Regions from separate parts of the Gasterosteus aculeatus genome. Here region 1 is linked to region 2. A link is a contact called in public Hi-C data. All regions are on one chromosome and are shown on one strand. The core of a region is the stretch at or near the end of the contact, and the rest is flanking DNA. Distances in the headings are between cores, read along the strand shown. Region 1 overlaps fam20ca (FAM20C golgi associated secretory pathway kinase a). Region 2 overlaps srebf1 (sterol regulatory element binding transcription factor 1).

What was found. A called contact is a pair of places that touch in the nucleus more often than the background predicts.
Region 1: a Hi-C map of skeletal muscle shows a contact between it and region 2, with 9 times the contacts expected there. The contact joins two enhancer-like sites. A contact is called at or near these places in 2 of 6 Hi-C or Micro-C datasets (both in skeletal muscle).

What each region holds. Positions count from the first base shown.
Region 1 is chr11:12,679,993-12,682,692 of fGasAcu3.hap1.1, forward strand. fam20ca (FAM20C golgi associated secretory pathway kinase a) reads right to left here. Exons shown (of 10, transcript XM_040191312.2): 10 at 1,177-2,700. The coding sequence ends at 2,582. Among protein-coding and RNA genes, the nearest start is that of rai1, 4.2 kb to the left of the region's middle. Within about 2 kb of position 1,374, at least 1 of the 9 cell types and tissues checked has open chromatin away from gene starts, as enhancers often do.
Region 2 is chr11:12,623,289-12,625,988 of fGasAcu3.hap1.1, forward strand. It overlaps srebf1 (sterol regulatory element binding transcription factor 1), which reads left to right. Exons shown (of 19, transcript XM_040191039.2): 12 at 1-81; 13 at 177-285; 14 at 462-571; 15 at 999-1,173; 16 at 1,319-1,484; 17 at 2,261-2,476. Among protein-coding and RNA genes, the nearest start is that of srebf1, 8.0 kb to the left of the region's middle. Within about 2 kb of position 1,378, at least 1 of the 9 cell types and tissues checked has open chromatin away from gene starts, as enhancers often do.

The DNA.
Region 1 (2,700 bases), core at 124-2,623, 57 kb after region 2:
GTAATGTTTCGTCAAATCGATCAATAACCTGTTCGGTGACGCCGAATCCTGGAGCACAACCCAGTGGCCGTTTCTTTGAAGTGCGTTAAAAGTTATCATTACACCGAAGCACCCCGTCTTTTCCAAACACTGTAGTAATTTCTTGCAAAATGAGCTCATGACTTGTATGTAGATTGACAAAACTCTGCACGTATGCAAACCTCTAAAACATGACCCCAACATTCTGAGTGCTCGGTGACTTAAGGCCTTGTAACAGGCTGCTCTGCCTGAGCTCGCGGCCGCGGTACCCTCGCGCCATCTCCTGGGCGGTACAAGAACTACCGGCTTTTACTGAGATTAAAGCTGGAATAATGAATGCTATGCTGCAAAATGCATGCCGGTCTACTGTTGTTTAACACCGTCGCATTGAGCAAAAGAAGGAGGTGTAGTTATGTGCGTTATGGTCGTTACAACGAATGGATGTGGCAGATGTGTCGGCTGCAAGTGATGTTTGTTTCCCTTCGCTGTGAGATCATGTTAATGTGGAAGCTTCATAGATGATTCAGGTAATACATTTTCTCTTGGTTGATTTTGGCTTGTCGTTAAATTAGCAGTTTTATTAATTATGCCATCATTTTTATTCATAGCACACAACATACCACCTGACAGCTCCAATACTGCAATACTGCATGTTTTAATCATAAAACGGCTTATCAATTTTCCCTTCTAATCAAAGATTTGCCAAAGATGTATGAATTAATTAACCTCTGTTTGGTCTGTGAGCCATTTCATTACAGTATTATGATTAGTGGAACGATTAAAAACCATATTCCACGAAAACCTGCTGTGTTTTCTTTCTAGATGTAAAGAGGTGTGCCAAACGCCAAAGACTAAAAAACAAACAAAGAAATTCATAGATATATACAATAACAGTTCACAACAAGTGTTGTGTTTCTGTGTTTTACAGATATTGTCAGCAGCTGATATTCTTAAAATGTCTTTTTTGTGTCTCGAGCAACAGACCGAACGAAAACAAAGACAACTAAAAGAGGAAGAGTGAACCTGCAAAACAATACTGTCTGGAAACTGCAAAAATCCTACATCCATTGTTGTTGTATGCCATCAAAATGTGGATAATATATGTAATTAAAAAGAAATGAAAAATGTTAAAATGTTACGACAGGGATGTGTCCACACTTTGGTTTTCATTGCACACTTTAATCATTTAGTAAACAGATCTTCACAGTAACAATGCAATAGCAGAAAACAGAAGCAAATCACGGTGCAGCTTTTTAGGTCTTCAAACTGACTTTGGGTATTTACACTGACAATGTGAAGATAAAAGCACTGTGCCCAAAGTCCTCCTGGTGGATCGATGAGGCATTTTTAGCCCCGTTCTCCCCCTCAAAGCAAAAGTCTCCACTCAGACTGTACACCATTTGTAACTCTATACATGTTGTCTATACTGCCGACCCCAAAACATTCAAGTACTGTCCTTCTCTCCTTGAACGGGTCGCCGGTCATCCAGTGCACAGGAGTCAGAAATTAAATAGGCGTGTTGTTGTCCTACCAAGTGAACATCAGAAATAGTATTTAAAGGAAATTTAAATAGCTAAACTCTATGGTAACTTAGGTTATCATATCTCAAAGTATAGACCAGCATAACAGAGAAGTGATTAAAGGGCTCTCAATCTTTGTGACACATCAATAAATAGTTATCTTGACATGAAATCTCATAAAATTTCCACATACAAACTTTAACATTTTGTGATGCATGAATCGCAAAACAGTATCACAACAGACAACTCTAGATGTTTCCGGTGCTCATTTAAGAATGTCAGTGAATTTGAATGAAATGATCATTTCACAAACAAACCATCTGGTCTCTCTGCATTATTTTTGGTTTGGAAAACACAATTTTAGTGTTGTACTGCATTTTACGAACGCTACACTTGCACGGGAGATGGGGGAAAAGAAGACGATTCAAAAAAGAGACACAAATCAGAATAAGGCAAAGTGAACAAACAGTTAAATATACTTGCACTCAGATTAATGCCGTTCAGAAGTATGTGATAACATGTCAGTCTGGTCTGATACTGTGACATTTTGTGACAGCAAAGCCTTTTTGAAGCTGTTATTCCCGCGGTGGTTGGCGCTTAGTCCCGGGCCTCACATGTTTTACAAAGAAAAAAACGATAAAGCTTTTTGTCCGGCAACACGAGCCGACAAGTCAGAGTACTTTGTCATTTGGTTACGTAGTAATGTGATAAAACACCTAAAACAAACTGGCACCCTCCACATTCAGAACAAACAAAGAATTAAATCAGCAACAGTCAGGAATCGACGGTTCCTATCCGTCCCACAAAACAAAAATGCATCTGTTCGATACAAAGCCCCCCCCCGTCCTGTCCCGCCCCCCTGGTGTGAGCACACTTAAAAGCAGCTTGCAGAGAGGCAATGATGGCAAGTCTTGGAATTCACTGAATTCAGCTCGATATCTTGTGTGGACTCTCGCTGCGATCCCATTGGTCAAAACAGCCACAGACTCGGTCCATCGTTCACGTGTGTGTCGTTTCCCGTCACCTGGCGCGTCTTGCCCTCACTACCTGTGGCCCGGCGTCCTCTGGGTGGCCTTCGGGTCCCCGCCAACATCTTTCTCCAAAACGTTACCATGACCCTCTTTCTCTATGCAGCCCGCCAGGACCTGCAGCACCAGGCGGA
Region 2 (2,700 bases), core at 128-2,627:
GCCACCGCTTCTTTGTGGACGGCGACTGGGCGATTCGCAGCACTCCTAAAGAAAGCATCTACAGCCAGGCGGGCAATACTGGTCAGTGCAGGAAAAACTTAGTACCCGCTCCATGTGTGTTTGGTAGATGTGCATTGAGGCAGTTGTATGTTAAAGGTCTGTTGGCCCTTTTCCAGTGGATCCTCTGGCCCAGGTGACTCAGGCTTTCAGGGAGCATCTCCTGGAGAAGGCTCTGTACTGTGTGGCTCAGCCTCACGAAGAGAAAAGCCCCAGCCAGGGGGAAGGGTGAGAGAACGAAGCGCTTTCAAAAATAAATGTTTTTGAGGGATTCTCTTATTAGAATCTCACGGTTGAACCATTATTTTACAATAAACAATAAACATAGAATAATGGACTACCACAAACGACTGATTGGAAAAAGTCTTTGTGTGGCGACTTAAGTAACCAATGTCTCTCCTCAGGGAGTACACCGATGCCCTGGAGTACCTCCAGCTGTTGATTAGCGCATCGGATGCCGCTGGTGGCACCTCCCAGTCCTTTGCTGTTGGTTCCAACATGGCCACTGTGACTGGTAAGTTGCTGTTATTACTGTCGATTGAGTACCATAATTCAGTTGACAGGCAACAATGTTTGTTTGATTTCTTTAATGTGTTAATAAAAAAAGAGAAAACACTGAGAAAGTTCTTTTTTACTTGAGAGATTGAGTGGCTTGAGTTCCACTTTCCTTTTGTCCTCACTGATCACAGATCTGAGCGAAAGGGGTTGAGGTGGAGGGGGGGAGGGGGTGTCTGCTAGATTGCTTCATCTATCTTCAGCTCTGTCAGATCGGTGATCACCTTGAGAAGCGGGAGGGAAAAGGAGGCTGTGCAGGGATTTTAATAAGAGACTTTTCTTGGCAGAGAGTTGCTTACAGTATTAGTGTGTGTGTGTGTGTGGGCCGATTATTAAATAGAGTACCTTTCCCTTAAGAGGCCGTCATCAAAATGTCTTTCTCTCAGCATGCCAGAGGGAAGAAACTGATCGATTCAGAGGTCAAAATACTTGTGACCCTCACTCCAAGTGGTGGTCCTCGGTTACCGTGGTGATCATCAACTGGCTCCAAGGAGACGACGCCGCGGCCGAGAGACTGTATCCGACTGTTGAGCACCTGCCCCGCAGTCTGCAGAACGCAGAGTAAGTTGGACAGGCGCATGCGGCAACATCTGCAGCCAGGCTAAGACTGTCTCGTAACCTTTTCGGCTGCAGAGAACCGGCACAAATTTTCCCTTGTTGAACCCGTGTGTCGTCTGTTTTCCCCCCACTCCCCTCTCTCTGTCAGGAGTCTTCTTCCCAAGACTTGTCTGAACACATTCAGGGCCGTGCGGGCGCTGCTGTCCAAGCCAGAGAACTGCCAGCTGAGTCTGAGCTACAGCGACAAGGCCAGCGCCCTGCTTCGAGACAGCCTCAACCTAGGACCACACTGCCACAGCTCCAGTTTAGACAAGGTACACGCGCACGCGCGCACGCTCTCAGATCTTGGCAAATTAAAGTCAAGTTCTGTTGGGGCCACAGCATCTGCATTAGAAATTTGAACACATGAATGCTCTTAGTGACAGATGTCCCTACACGTGTGCGTGTATCAAATTCTAAACGCAGAAGATTGCCCTTCACGCATACACTTGAGGACACACACACACACACACGTACTTTCCTCAATTCAAAGCCACACACTTTAGCACAGCCTGCGAATCCCCCTGTGGCGGCGGCGGCTCTCTGCTGCAGCGGTGTCCTACCCTCTGGCATTCGGCAGATGGTGATGCTGGTGGATAGGTAGCGCACAGCGTGTGCACGTCTACGGCCAGAGCTGTGGTGCATTGTAGTTGCATTGCATGTGTGTCTCAGCGGAGTGCAATGCACCTGCAGTGCAACACGGAGCTGGGCCACGAACAGCAGAACGCACATAGTGGGGGTGGAAAATGACTCATAACTTTTGAGTAGAGCTCTGTTGAGGTTCATGTTGGGCTAAATCTCTCTGCTGTCCAGGAAAACAAATATCGTTTTGTCTTTTTCAAATTGGTAACCGGTGTCCTAGAGAAAAAAAATGTCTTTATGTGATTGTTCCTCAATATGACGTCTAAAACGGATACATTGCGCCTTTTCAGCCACCACGATTAAATATAGCTTTTATGTTTTGTCACATTTCCGTACCCAGGGTCATTTGTCAGCGATGTTACTTTAAGGCAGTAAAATGTATCCTCCGGTTGTGTCTTTCTCTCTCTAGGTTGTCCAGTTGCTGTTGTGTGATCTCTTGTTGGTGATGAGGACCAACGTGTGGCGCCTGCAGCAGCAGGTGGTCGGTCCGGTGGCGTCTGGGCCGGTGGGTACCGGCGGCCCGGTGGGGGTCCACCAGGCGTCCCCACCGGAGCTCCAAGGCTTTCAGCAAGACCTCAGTTCCCTACGCAAGCTGGCTCATAGCTTCAGGCCTGCAATGCGAAGAGTACGTATAACCGTATTATTCCTTACTCTTTACGCAAGTACTTTAGACTAAAAAGTTAAAAGTCTGGGGGCTTTTATTGTTTGGCATACGTTCAAACTTTTTTCTAATGTTTTTTTCCTCCTAGTCTAACATGCACTGGGAATTATTAAAACAAGATGAACACACCGTCAGGCATTCATAACCATGACTCATCAAACAGGGACTTAAAATCCTCACTTAAAGAA